2 separate regions of the Ovis aries genome follow, and region 2 is linked to region 1. A link is a contact called in public Hi-C data. All regions are on one chromosome and are shown on one strand. The core of a region is the stretch at or near the end of the contact, and the rest is flanking DNA. Distances in the headings are between cores, read along the strand shown. Region 1 has its middle 6.2 kb from the start of GNG13. Region 2 holds the start of C1QTNF8 (C1q and TNF related 8).

Region 1 (6,141 bases), core at 3,142-5,641:
GGCATGGCTCTAGGTTTTCCCTCTCGACCTGCAGCTGCACCCCCAGGTCTGTGCAGCACTGCAGAAAATTCTACCTGATCATGGGGGCAGCTATGTGAGTGGAGCTGGGGGTGTGTGGAGGGCCCCACAAATCTGTCTCACAGCTGCCATAGCCATCCCCTCCCCTGCCCGGTGGCAAAGTGTGGTGGGCCTTGCGCCTTCAGCAGGTACACTTCTGGTCCCAAACGATATGCCCACCATGTAGGGGTGGATGGAAGAGGCTCCTAGAAACAGTTTCAGTGCCCAGAGATTTTCCACAAAAGCAGAGGAGACACTTCAGGGGACGTTGCTGTCAGCTGGGGCTGCCTCCACAGCAGGGATGATGCCCAGCAGTATTCACCGCCCAGAGTAGGTCTGATGAACTGGCTGAGCAGGAAACTGAGGCCCCGGGGCTCTGGGCTTGCCCAGGTCTCACCCTCGTTTTTGTGTCCTTCATCTAGTGACTTCCTTCAAACAGCTGGAATCCCTGCCACCTGCTCATTTCATCAGAAGCTGCAGAAGCTCTGGTGACTGCAGAGTGCAAGTGACTGAATGGGGACCCTCGACTATCACAAAGATCTCTCCCCGGAAAGGACTCCCGTCCTGTGCCAAGGGGCGGACTCCCATGGGGACCGCGGACATCGTTCACCCCTCCCAGGTTCAGCGCAGGGCTCCCTCGCCTGGCCACGTCTGCCACTTCTGGAGCAGTCTATGCAGACTGCTCTGCAGAACTTGACACCAGAGTTACAAGGAATCTAGAATTCAACCTCCCGGGGAAAGGTCTGTCATGTGAAACGGGGAAGGACCAAGCCAACGGGAGTCCACGCAAGGAGCAAACGCAGGAGCGCATCCTGGACTGCGGAGCTCTCGGGGCGGCACCGGCGGGACGGCTCCGAGGTGTGCGCGGCTCGCTGCTCGGTTTCACAGGACGAATCTGCTCCGGGCTTGGCTTCCGGAGGACCCGGGCGGCGCGGAGCGGCGAGAGGAGCCCACGCACCGCGGGGCCCTGGCTGCTCTGCCGCTGGGACTGCAGGGCAGACTCGGGGGCTTTCCCTCACGGCCAGGATTAGGACAGGGAACTCGCGACAGACGCCGCTATCAGAAGACGAGGTTTCCTAGGACAGAGGCTGACGGCGTTTAGCTAAAGAACTTAAGCGAAACAAGTTTCCGGCGCTCTTACTAGTGTTAACGTGCGGTGTTTATCGTGAAGACAGTACCGAGCGGCACCGCGAGGGAAGGCCCGGCAGCAGGCTCCGGGCATCTCCGCTGCTCCGTGATCCCCGCCGTCAACGCTCTTCCACAGCCCGCGGCGCTCAAAGCCCACTGCAGCCTCGGGAGATCACTTCCGGGTCTAAGCGTGGAGGGGGCGGGGCGCGCAGGGGACCTGCCCCCGGGCGAGGGGCGGGGCTTCTGCAGGGCGCTGTTCTGCGTGACGCAGCCATCTTGGAGCTGGGCGGTGGCGGCGTCCTCTGTGGAGGCGTGGCCGGAACGGAGGTGGCGTTGTCACCTGTCAAGCTCAGGTGTTCCCTTGGCCTGGCTTCTCAGGCTCCTGTTAAGTTATGGCAGGTGACCTTTGAGGCGGCCGGGCATCCCCCCTCCCCCCACGGCGGCACTGGTGAGCGAGACCGTCCGCCCGAATCTGTGAAAAAAGGGGAAATGTTGAAGACTGACGACAGAGCCGTCAGGGTGCCTCTGCCCAACCCATATCCTCCCTCTCAGGCCCCCCACCTCAGGTCCCACCTTTCAGGTCCCCTCCTCAAGTCCCTCCTTAGGTCCCACCTCAGGTCACTCCTCTCAGATCCTCCCAAGTCCTAACCCCAGGTCCCCCGTCTCAGGTCTCCCCCTTGAGCTACCCTCGTCAGGTACCACCCTCAGGTCCCCCTCCTCAGGCCCCCCCTCAGGTCCCCCCCTCAGGCCCCCCCCTCAGGTCCCCCCCCTCAGGTCTCCCCCTCAGGTCCCCGCCCTCAGGTCCCCCCCTCAGGTCTCCCTCTCAGGTCCCCCCTTCAGGTTCCCCTCTCAGGTCTCCCTCTCAGGTCCCCCCCCACTTCAGGTCTCCCTCTCAGGTCTCTCCCCCCTCAGGTCTCCTTCTCAGGTCCCCCCGCCTCAGGTCCCCCCACCTCAGGTCCCCCCCTCAGGTCTCCCTCTCAGATCCTCCCCCTCAGGTCTCCCCCCTCGGGTCCCTCCCTCAGGTCTCCCTCTCAGGTCCTCCCCCTCAGATCCTCCCCCTCAGGTCCCCCCTCAGGTCCCCCTACTCAGGTCCCCACCCCTCAGGTCTCCTCACTCAGGTCTCCCCATTAGGTCCCCCCTCAGGTCTCCCCTTCAGGTCCCGCCCCTCAGGCCCCCCCCCAGGTCCCCCCTCGGATCCCCCCTCAGGTCTCCCTCTCAGGTCCCCCCCCAGGTCCCCCCTCGGATCCCCCTCAGGTCTCCCTCTCAGGTCCCCCCCCTCAGGTCTCCCCCCTCAGGTTCCCCCCCAAGGTGCCCCCCTTCAGGTCCCCGCCCTCAGGTCCCCGCCCTCAGATCCCCCCTCAGGTCCCCCCTCAGGTCTCCCTCTCAGGTCCTCCCCCTCAGGTCCCCCCCCTCAGGTCCTCCCCCTCAGGTCCCCCCCTCAGGTCTCCCTCTCAGGTTCCCCCCCCAAGGTACCCCCACTCAGGTCCCCGGCCTCAGGTCCCCCCAGGTCCCCCCTCAGGTCTCCCTCTCAGGTCCTCCCCTCAGGTCCCCCTCAGGTCCCCCCTAGGTCCCCCCCCAGGTCCCCCCCCAGATCCCCCCTCAGGTCTCCCCCTCAGGTCTCCCCTCTGGTCCCCCCTAGGTCCCCCTCAGGTCCTCCCCTCAGGTCTCCCCTTCAGGTCCCCCCCTCAGGTCCCCCCCCTCAGGTCTCCCCTTCAGGTCCCCCCCTCAGGTCTCCCCCTCAGGTCTCCCCTTCAGGTCCCCCCACTCAGGTCCCCTCCATTAGGTCTCCCTCTCAGATCCTCCCTCTCAGGTCCCCACCCCTCAGGTCTCCTCACTCAGGTCTCCCCATTAGGTCCCCCTCAGGTCTCCCCTTCAGGTCCCGCCCCTCAGGTCCCCCCTCAGATCCCCCCTCAGGTCTCCCTCTCAGGTCCTCCCCCTCAGGTCCCCCCCTCAGGTCTCCCTCTCAGGTCTCCCCCCTCAGGTCTCCCTCTCAGGTTCCCCCCCAAGGTGCCCCCCCTCAGGTCCCCGCCCTCAGATCCCCCCTCAGGTCCCCCCTCAGATCCCCGCTCAGGTCTCCCTCTCAGGTCCTCCCCCTCAGGTCCCCCCCCTCAGGTCTCCCTCTCAGGTTCCCCCCCCCCCAAGGTACCCCCACTCAGGTCCCCGGCCTCAGGTCCCCCCCAGGTCCCCCCTCAGGTCCCCCCTAGGTCCCCCCCCCAGGTCCCCCCTCAGATCCCCCCTCAGGTCTCCCCCTCAGGTCCCCCCCTAGGTCCTCCCTCAGGTCCCCCCCCCAGGTCCCCCCTCAGATCCCCCCTCAGGTCCCCCCTCAGGTCCCCCTCCTCAGGTCCCCCCCCTCAGGTCTCCCCACTCAGGTCTCCCTCTCAGGTTCCCCCCCAAGGTGCCCCCCCTCAGGTCCCCCCTCAGATCCCCCCTCAGGTCTCCCTCTCAGGTCCTCCCCCTCAGGTCCCCCCCTCAGGTCTCCCTCTCAGGTTCCCCCCCAAGGTACCCCCACTCAGGTCCCCGGCCTCAGGTCCCCCCCCCAGGTCCCCCCTCAGGTCTCCCTCTCAGGTCCTCCCCCTCAGGTCCCCCCTCAGGTCCCCCCCTAGGTCCCCCCCCAGGTCCCCCCCCAGATCCCCCCTCAGGTCTCCCCCTCAGGTCTCCCCCTCTGGTCCCCCCCTAGGTCCCCCCTCAGGTCCTCCCCCTCAGGTCTCCCCTTCAGGTCCCCCCCTCAGGTCCCCCCCCTCAGGTCTCCCCTTCAGGTCCCCCCTCTCAGGTCTCCCCCTCAAGGGCTGTTCTGGGGGTGGGGGTCCACCACCGCCCTATCTTGGTGGGGCCTTGAGACCCCCTCTCCTTGTTTCTTTACAGCCTCTCCCTCCTCGAGCCCCCTGGCCTGGTCCTGGGCAGGGCCTGGGTTGTGCAGATGGCCAAGTTCCACTTTTGTCCATCTCTAATGGTCAAATGCACCAATGGCAGCACACGGCAAGGGTGCTCCCTGTGGTATCTGGAGGTCCTGAGCGGTTCTTGGGCTGAGATCTGTGGAGCTAGGTCTTTGGAGCTGGATCTCAGAGGAAGATCCCAGAAGCCCTGCCAAGACACAGTTTCATGTTGCATTTCACCCAAATCCCAAAAAGGCAGCTCCTAAAATCCCATTACTGTGTGGTGGTGTCAGGCCATTCCATCTTCAGCTGGCTGGCTCATCCGTGTCCCCTGCCTGGCCTTTGCCACTAGGTGGAGCCACAGGCCTACCCAATTGCTTCCCCACGTTGCAAACGCCAGACCTGCCTTTCAAATTTAGCATCAGGACTCTTCAACTCTCCTAAATTTTTCAAGTTTCTGTTACATGGTCACATCTAGGGGTATTTAGAAACAAAAATAGAGCAGCTGTTACACTTAGGGCTTTCACTTAAAACCAGTGATGATAAATCCAGTGCATGTAAACATCACAGTTTAAAGAAAAACAGCTTTATTTTCCCATCATTGGTGCAGATCCCTTAGGAGAGCTAGGTTATAACTACGTGGCCAACTCAAGTTCTTTCTGTTGTCCTGTCCACATTTATTTGCTGCTTTTTGATTATTTTTGTTGAAAGATAAGGAAGGTCAAACATAAAATATTTAAAATGTTTAATGTAATTTTATGAGGATAAATGAGCTTGCAGAAACCTGGTTTGTAATCAGGGTTACTCTGCCTGGTCAGTCTTGCTGACGCTCAGATATTCAGGATTCTCAGAGGACAGTGTCTGTGTTAGAGACTGTGGGTGATTGCGAGGGTCCCAGTCCTTTCAACTTTCGGGGTCTGAGGAGAGACTGGGTTGCTGTGATTACGGGGGCATCTTGCTACTTAAAAAAAGGTAATTAATAGACTGTAACCTTTTTTAGAGCACTTTTAGGCCTACAGAAAAACAAAGTAGAAAGGATGGTGTGCCTGTGTGCCCCCTGCCCTTCGCATCCCTTGTTGCTAGCCTCTACTTGTTACAGTTATGAACCAACGCCCGCGCAGTGTTAGGTAGCATCCTCTTCCTGCAGCAGGTCGCCTGCCATGTGTGGTCTTTGCATCTCCTGGGCTCCTCTGGAATAGGGTCTCTGACTTAGTTTTGACTGCCTTGGCCATTCTGAGGTGTGCTGGTCAGGGATTTTGCAGGATGCCCATCGACTGGGGTCTGTTGGATGTTTTTCTCTTAGTTGGGCAAGGATGGTGACTGCCGCTCGGATCATGACCTTTCTGTATATCCTGCTTCCTTCTCCTGAGATCAAGAGGGCCTGGAGGCACAGAACAGGGTCCTTCCAGTCCTCAAAGGGAGAAGGAGGGAGAAAGGGGTGAACGCTTGAGGGGATGGCAACGGGGGCCAGGAGAGCATGCTGTCGGAGAGGCGGCAACAACAAAGCTGGGTGAGGGAGCTGGCCTGACACCCTTGAGCACCTAGTGGAGCAGCTGGTGAGGAGCCCTGCAGCCCCTCCCGCCTGAGGCCTCATTTCAGGGAGAGCCAAGACTCTGCTTGGTGAGGGGCTCCTTGGTCACAGTGGTTGGGCTCTGTCTGGGGAGCACATGTTCTCCCAACTTGGTTCCCTGGATCCAGTGGGCATACAGCCTGGCTCTCTCCCTGCCGGGCTTGGCCTCAGGTGACCTAGTAGGATTGTGAGTTCAGGCTGCTGTCTCTTCAGAACACTCCCTTTAGCTTTTCTGGGAGTTCTCACTCTGGCCTCAGGGCCTTGGGCTACTGCTTTCACCTGCTTTGCCCTTTAGGGTCCACGTGTGGATTTGTGTTAGTTGTGGGTGACCAGCTCCTGCTGAGGGGCTGGAGGCTCCATGGGGAGCAGGCAGGAGAGGGTGAGAGGGAGCATGGGTGTGCACACAGACGAGGCGGTGACTGCAGGGGCTGGCAGACACTCTGGCCTGAGTAGGTTGGGCTGGATTGGGAGGTGGCGGCGCCCCTGAAGGTCATCCCTGGCGCCTCCCCAGTG
Region 2 (6,546 bases), core at 327-2,826, 180 kb after region 1:
GCCAGGCCCCAGCAGGCAGCGCCAGGAGCAGCAGGAGGGCAGGGGCCACCATCCAGGCCAGGGCCTGGGGCCGGGCAGGAGGGGAGGAAAAGGGTGTGAGAGGAAGGCAGGGAGTGGAGGGCTTGCCCTGCTGAGCCCCCCGTGCCCCCACGGCAGCCTGGCAGCTCCCCTGTGTGGGGGAGACAATGGGGGGCCCAGGGAGCCGCCTGGGTGGGGAGGAACAGCTGGGACCCCTTGAGGGGGCTGCGGTGGGGTCGGCCAGAGCCTTGTCCCGCACAGAGAGCCCTGTCAGCCCCTCCTGGACTCTCATCCCACCCTGACACCGCTGATGGGTCCTTCCCCGGATCTGAGACTCCTCCTTGACACAGCCTGGGGGCCACCACTGCTGAGAGGGCCCTGCACCGCCCTCCCGGAGCCCCAGCAAGCGCCGAGGCGGCCGCCTGTGGGAGCTGACACTTCCTGGGCGCTGCTCCCTGCTCGTGCCCCTCCCTCCCTGAGGCCTTAGTTCTGGGTGGCAGTGGGCACCCTCAGTGCCTGCAGTTGGGGAGTCTGGGTCCCCAAAGCCCCCATGGCCAGAAACCCCACACCCGGCAGATGGAGGGGGTGCTGAGTGGGGATGGGGGCTCTGAAACAGACCCCCAAGCCCCCCTCACCGGGACTGGCCAGAGCCCTCCAGGAGGGGCTACTTCAGGGAAGGGTATGCTCCCCACCCCACACCCCACACTCAGGGCAGCCGGGACCTGGGCCCTGTGCCCATGTTGGATGGGGCCCGACATGAGGCAGTTTCTACCGGGCTGCCTTGCTGGGCAGCGGGGACATGTACATCCTGACCCCCTAGGAGGAGGGAGGGTAACCGGGGAGGCTACCCCGGCCCCCACCCAGCTGTACAGAAGCTGATCTTTAATCCCTGCCAGTCCTGAGCCTCCGGTCTCCATGTCCCCTCCCCCGGGAGACCCTGCCTAACCCCGGGCCCATCAGTGCCAGGTGGAGCCACACTTTCCAGCTGCTGGGGGCCCTGGGTGAGCTCCATATGGGCCCGGGCCTCAGTTTTCCTGGCAAATGGACTCTGCCTGCCCTGTTCTCCCAAGGGCTGCATCCGAGAGGCTCAGGCAGGGTTGGTCTCCTGCAAGGGCAGGTGTGTGAGATCGGGGTCCTCACTCTTCCCTGTATCCTGGCCATCCTGAGCAAGTACCCAGGCCCCTTCTTCAGGAAGCCCTCAGGACTGCAGCCCAAGATGCAGGCCTTCCTCTCATGTAGTCTGAGACCCACTCCCAGGCTGAGCTTTCCTGGCAGATGGGACCCCTTGTCTCTACCACCTCCTTCTCAAACCTCGCAGACCCTCACCCACCCCCTGAGCCACACTGGACCCTGCAGGACTCTCCTGGACCCCTCCCATGGAGGAAACGGACCGGCATGGGTGTCTCCTGGGCAGCCACCCCGGCAGGCAGGCCTGTGCTGCTGGGGCCCTAACCCCAGGCCCTGCTCAAGGTTGCTGTGAAGACCACCACCCACCCCCACTGCCCATTACCATTTCACGACTGGGTGTTGCTGCCTGCCTGGCGGTCTCCGGCGTCTCTGCGCAGCGGCCGGTGAAAGAGCCCTTTCATGCCCGCCCCAGGCACCCGTGGCTTCCCTCTGGGCCATCCAAGACCAACAGGCCTCGGGCCAGCTTCCGAGCTCCCGGCAGGAGGCTCACGGGGCCCTGTTGCCCGCCGCCCGGCCTGCCACCTGCCACAGCCCCGCCTCGGGGGCTCCAGGGTCCTCCCCCAGCCCTGTCGTGGCGGGGCTTGGGGGCCGGGGGAGGCTGGGACTGTGAGGCTGGCTGCCATCTGGGGTGCGATGACTTAGAGTCGGGGAGGCTGGAGCAGTGGCTGAGTGGAGACTGGCAATGAGACCGGAAGCCAAAGTTGGAGACAGACCACTCGCCGGTGCCGAGCCCACTGGGTGACAGTGGCACCCTCCCATCTCTGGCTGGGCCGTGAGGGCTGGGCCTGGCGGGTGGCGCTGAGGGGTGGGGGGCAGCGTCTGGCCAGGCTGTGGTGTCTGCCCCCGCCTCCCGCCACACCGTAGCAGGGCTGTGGCGCCCAGCGGAGAGGCTGTGATACCCTGTCGGGGGCCCTTGGCAGTAGCCGAGCCTTTCAGGGGATGAGGGCTATGTCCCTGTGATGCCAGCCCCCTCCGGCAGGAATGACTCACAGGGTGCCCCGGGCAGTGGCAGGCGGGGGCTGTGACTACACCAGGGCCTGGCCTCATGCTTGCTTGGGCCTGGGCAGCGCCTGGTGCCTCGGCCTCTGAACACGAGGCCATGTGACTCCCTGAGAAGCATCCCCCGCTGCTCGACCACACCAAGCCAGGCTGCCTGGCAGCGGGGCACCGACGTGGCCTGGGGAGCTGGGGCCACCTTCTGGGAGGCAGGCTGCAGGCATCTGGGGCTGGCTTGCTCGCCCCTGTGGATCTGGGCACAGCCCAGGGTCCGGCACTCCCCACAGGCACCCCGTGCCCTCCTCGCTGCTGACCATGGAGGAGGCAGGCTGGAGGTAGAGGGGGAGACAGGGGACCCCGCCTGTGGGGGGTTCTCATGCCAGCCTGGGGAGAGCAGAGCGGGTGAGGGCTGTGGTCAGGGGAGCCCGCCAGCTGGAGCTGGGTCCCAGATGCCCCCAGCCCCTGGAGGTGAGGGTTCACACAGCAGTGCTCAGCCGCCCCCACGCCTTGTGCTTGTCTGGAGCAAGGACACGTTCTTGTGGAATCCGGATCGGATGGCCTGGATGGGAGGCCTCTCGGCAGACACCCCCCCCCCAACCCCGCCAGGGCTGGGCTAACCCAGGCTCCGGCCAGAGGTGCTGGGCCCAGGGGTGGGCTGGGGGCTCCTCTCTGCCTGCTCCACTTTCGTCTCAGGGGCTTCTGGGGCACCCAGAGAGAGGTAGACGCGCGAGCTCCACTGCTCCCTGCGTCCAACCTCGTTTCCCCATCTGTAAAATGGGCACCAGGGACTCAGCAGTGGCCAGAGTGTCCACGGGCTTCAGCTACCCTCAGGGCCCTGGTGTGCCCTGTGCCTCCAGCTCCCCACTCCTGCAGGGCCTGAATCCCTGGGGGTGGGCGCAGCTGTCTGCCTCCTCCCCAGGGCTGCTGACTCCCCAGAGAGATGCAGCAACCGCCTCGGGAACCTGCCGAGCAGCCCAGGGCCATCCCTCAGCTCCACGGCCTGGTCATTTGTCTCTACAAGAGGACAAGATTTCCGGCCTCACGGGTGGTCATGAGACAACTGCGAACAATGAGTGCCCAGCCCCCGGGCCGTGGAGATAATGAGCTTTGCACAGCACCTCCACTTGGCTCCCCGTCAGCGGCCCCAGTGGGGGGTGGGGGCTGGGACACGGAGGCCCTGGGCGCTGATGGGGGCTCCGCACAGCGCGGCCTTGGCTGATAATGGGGTCTGAGAGCTGCGAGTGTGCGGCTGGGTTATTATCTCCTGACCTCTTAATGCAAGCTGCCCGAGTCCTGCTGATGAGCTGCTGTTGGGGAGGGAAGCAGCCCCCTTGAGCTCGTCAGCGGGGGGCAAAGGGAGAGAGCCTCAGCGGAGGGGGAGAGAGAAGGCCTGGTGCTGCTTGGGGGGTGCCCCAGAGGCAGCGCCCACTTCTGTCCAGAGCCGTGGACACCCCCACCCCCAGCTCAGGTGTGCCCTCTGGTGCCCAGAGCCCACGCCAGGTGGGGGTGGCAGGGAGCGGTCCCACAGTTCCCTGGGTGGTCACTGCCCCAGGCCTGCAGTGTGCAGCCCAGGGGCCAAGTCCCTTGGGGGTAGCCGGGCCAGCATCACGTTCTGACGCCCCCGCTAATGAGAGGGGAGTGCCAGCCGGCCTTCGGTGACCGTCCAGGGCATGGTGAAGAAGAATAGAGCTTCAGCCGCCAGTGCAAGGCCCAGAGGCCATGACCAGTGGTGATGGGAGGTGACGCTCCCCCGGAAGCGTCTGGCAGGTGGCCCAGGTGGTCAGTGGAGGGCAATGAGGGGGACCTCGACTGACCCCTGTCCCCAGGGGACAGGTAGGAGACCCTTGGCCTCCCACGGCGGGAATGATGGGGTCCACAGGCAAAGCCCACCTGCCCAGGTGCGCACCCTGAGTAGAAAGCTAACATGCTCTTTATTCGAGGAGGGGTGGGCCCTGCGCCTGGCGGTCACTGGTAGCCGGCCAGCTGCAGCACGGTGGGGTAGTGGGCACGGTGGGCCATGCACTTGTGGCGGTCGATGAAGAGGCTGTTGGTCTTGACCGCGATGTCCTTCTCCAGGCTCATGCGCGTGTCCTCCAGGTTGCGCAGAGACTGCTCCGCTTCCAGAAGCTTCTCCTTCAGCGCTGCCAGGGACAGGTTCAGCTCCTCCACCTCGCTCATCAGCCTGTGGGCAGAGGTGGGCTGAGCGGGGCCAGCCTGGACGCCGGGCCTGCTGAGGGCGCCAAGGGGGCAGCCCCGGGTTCAAAGGCTGGGGACCTGGGCGGGGTGTCTTGCTCAATACACTCGGCCATAGAAGGACCCCTCAAAGCCCCAGGGGAGACCCAGGCTGGGAGGAGTAGGTGCATCCACCCTGACGTCAGAGGTGTGGAGGGCCAGGACAGGTGGTCGGGGCGGCCATGTGGCTTGGGGAGCTCTGCCTCCCAGACCCCGAGATTCCAGACCAGGGTGAAGTGGGGAGTGTGGCCGGCCCTGACACTCAGAGACCCACACAGTGTCCCCCCAAAGGACATGCAGTGTCCAGTGGGGCTGGGGCAGGAGAGGGAATGTGGGAGCCCAGTGTGTGGGGTGGGGGTGAGGTGGGGGCCGGCGTCTTTCCTCTTTACATCTGCAGGGCTGTGTGTCGGAGGGTGTTCAAGGGGGCCCCAGAGGCTGAGGAGGCCTGGGGGCGGGTGGACGGCACCCATGTGGTGGAGGGTGACGGCCCAGCCCAGGGAGGCCCCTGCGGCCGCAGCACCTGAACTGGGCAGCGTCTCTGCACAGCTCCACGTTGGGCCGGTGGGAGCGCTGGTACAGGCGAGTCTGGGCCACCTTCAGAGGAGCCTCCTTGTCCTTGATGGCCTGCTTCAACGCCGCGATGTTGTGCTCCTGGTCCGTGATCTCCCGCAGCGTCTGCACACAGGACAGCCTGTGGGTCACCCTCTGGGTCTTACCCACACAGGATGGCCCCGTGGGTGACCCCGCACCCCAAGCCCTAACCCCTGCTTCTAAGGGCAGTGTGGGAGCAGGGAGGCTGTGCACGGCCACCTCAGCCCTGCCATGGGCACCCAGAGGCCTAGGGTGAGGCTGGGGGAGGACAGCAAAGCTCAGCGCACGGTGTTTTGTCCTAAGAGCCCCAGCCCTGAGGTCACCAGACCCCGACCCTGGTCAGGTGCTGTGGAGACAAAGGCAGCAAAGGTCACCCAGAGAGCCTGGGGTCAGGGCCCTGCTGAGCCAGGGCCAGCATCAGGGACACCCCCTAGATAGCCGAGCCTGCCACCTCCTTCCACCTTCCCTGCTCTGGCCTGCAGCCCTCCCCTGTAACAGTTACGCCGCTGGCAATGCCACCATCCTCAAATGTCATTCGGCCTTCTCATCAGCTTAATGAGGGCCCTGGGGGAGGGGGGGGGGCCTTGACCAGGGTTCCCTCAGGATGGACAGGGCCAAGGTGGGCAAGGGCCAGGCCAGGCTGTAACCAGGGCATAGTGGGCAGTGGGAGTGTGATGGTCTGGGCTACCCATTCTGAGCCTGGTCTTTGCCAGTCTCAGGGGCTGCCCTGGCGGGGCCAGGTCATAGGCTGGGTGCGGCCTGGCTGCGCGGTGGGCGTGGCCTGGCCCCGGGATGAGCTCAGTCACGAGGCCTCACCTTGCGCAGGTGGTGCTCTAGCTTGTGGCGCGCGTCCTCCAGCTCCTCGCACCGCCGCCCGAAGGCCAGGTTCACGGCGTCGCACTGCAGCCGCAGGTCCTCGGACGTGTCCTGCAGGATGCAGTCGATGAGGTTCCGCAGGTTGACCGAGGCCAGGCGCTCGCGCTCAGCGCGGTACAGGTGTTCCTGGGTGAACTTGGCCCACGTCTCGGGCGTGGAGGCACTACGGGTGGGGGAGTGGGCTGACACCGCGGTCGGTGGGGGCACCTACCAGGACCTCCCCGCGCCTGCCTCACCCCGAGTCCCCAGGGCCTTGGCACGGACGACCACTCGCAGTCCGAGAGCCACACCGCGGCCCCGCGCCCCGGTGCCCCGCCCCTGACGGCGCCCGTAGGGTCTCTGCGCGAGCTCCCAGCGCCTCCTGAGCCGCCCGGGGGTCCCCGCGCCTGTGCCCCGACGGCCGCGGCTGCGCCGGGTGGTGGCCGCGCGCCCCCTGCCGGCCGCACGCGGAGCTGCAGCCCGCTCCCCCTACACACACACACACACACACACACTCTCACACACTCACACACACACACTCACATGCACACGCACACACATTCTCTCTCACACACACGCACACTCACACACCCTCTCTTACACTCTCACACACATACACACACACCCTCACTCTCACACACTCACACTCAATCTCACACTCACACT

Evidence for each region. Hi-C and Micro-C count contacts between places; a contact is called where the count stands out from the background.
Region 2: a contact with region 1 is called in a Hi-C map of hypothalamus, with 8 times the contacts expected there. The contact joins the promoter of C1QTNF8 here to the enhancer-like site in region 1. A contact is called at or near these places in 9 of 16 Hi-C or Micro-C datasets (blood, hypothalamus, liver and 4 more).

What each region holds. Positions count from the first base shown.
Region 1 is chr24:1,216,615-1,222,755 of ARS-UI_Ramb_v3.0, forward strand. No RefSeq gene overlaps it. Among named protein-coding and RNA genes, the nearest start is that of GNG13, 6.2 kb to the left of the region's middle. Within about 2 kb of position 4,392, at least 7 of the 54 cell types and tissues checked have an H3K27ac peak or open chromatin away from gene starts, as enhancers often do. A contact at or near this core is called in hypothalamus, where this site is marked.
Region 2 is chr24:1,402,803-1,409,348 of ARS-UI_Ramb_v3.0, forward strand. It overlaps C1QTNF8 (C1q and TNF related 8), which reads right to left and starts at 1,577. Exons shown (of 3, transcript XM_027961365.3): 1 at 1,529-1,577; 2 at 1-64. The coding sequence starts at 1,531. It overlaps TEKT4 (tektin 4), which reads right to left. Exons shown (of 6, transcript XM_015103974.4): 4 at 5,842-6,064; 5 at 4,955-5,109; 6 at 4,115-4,384. The coding sequence ends at 4,168.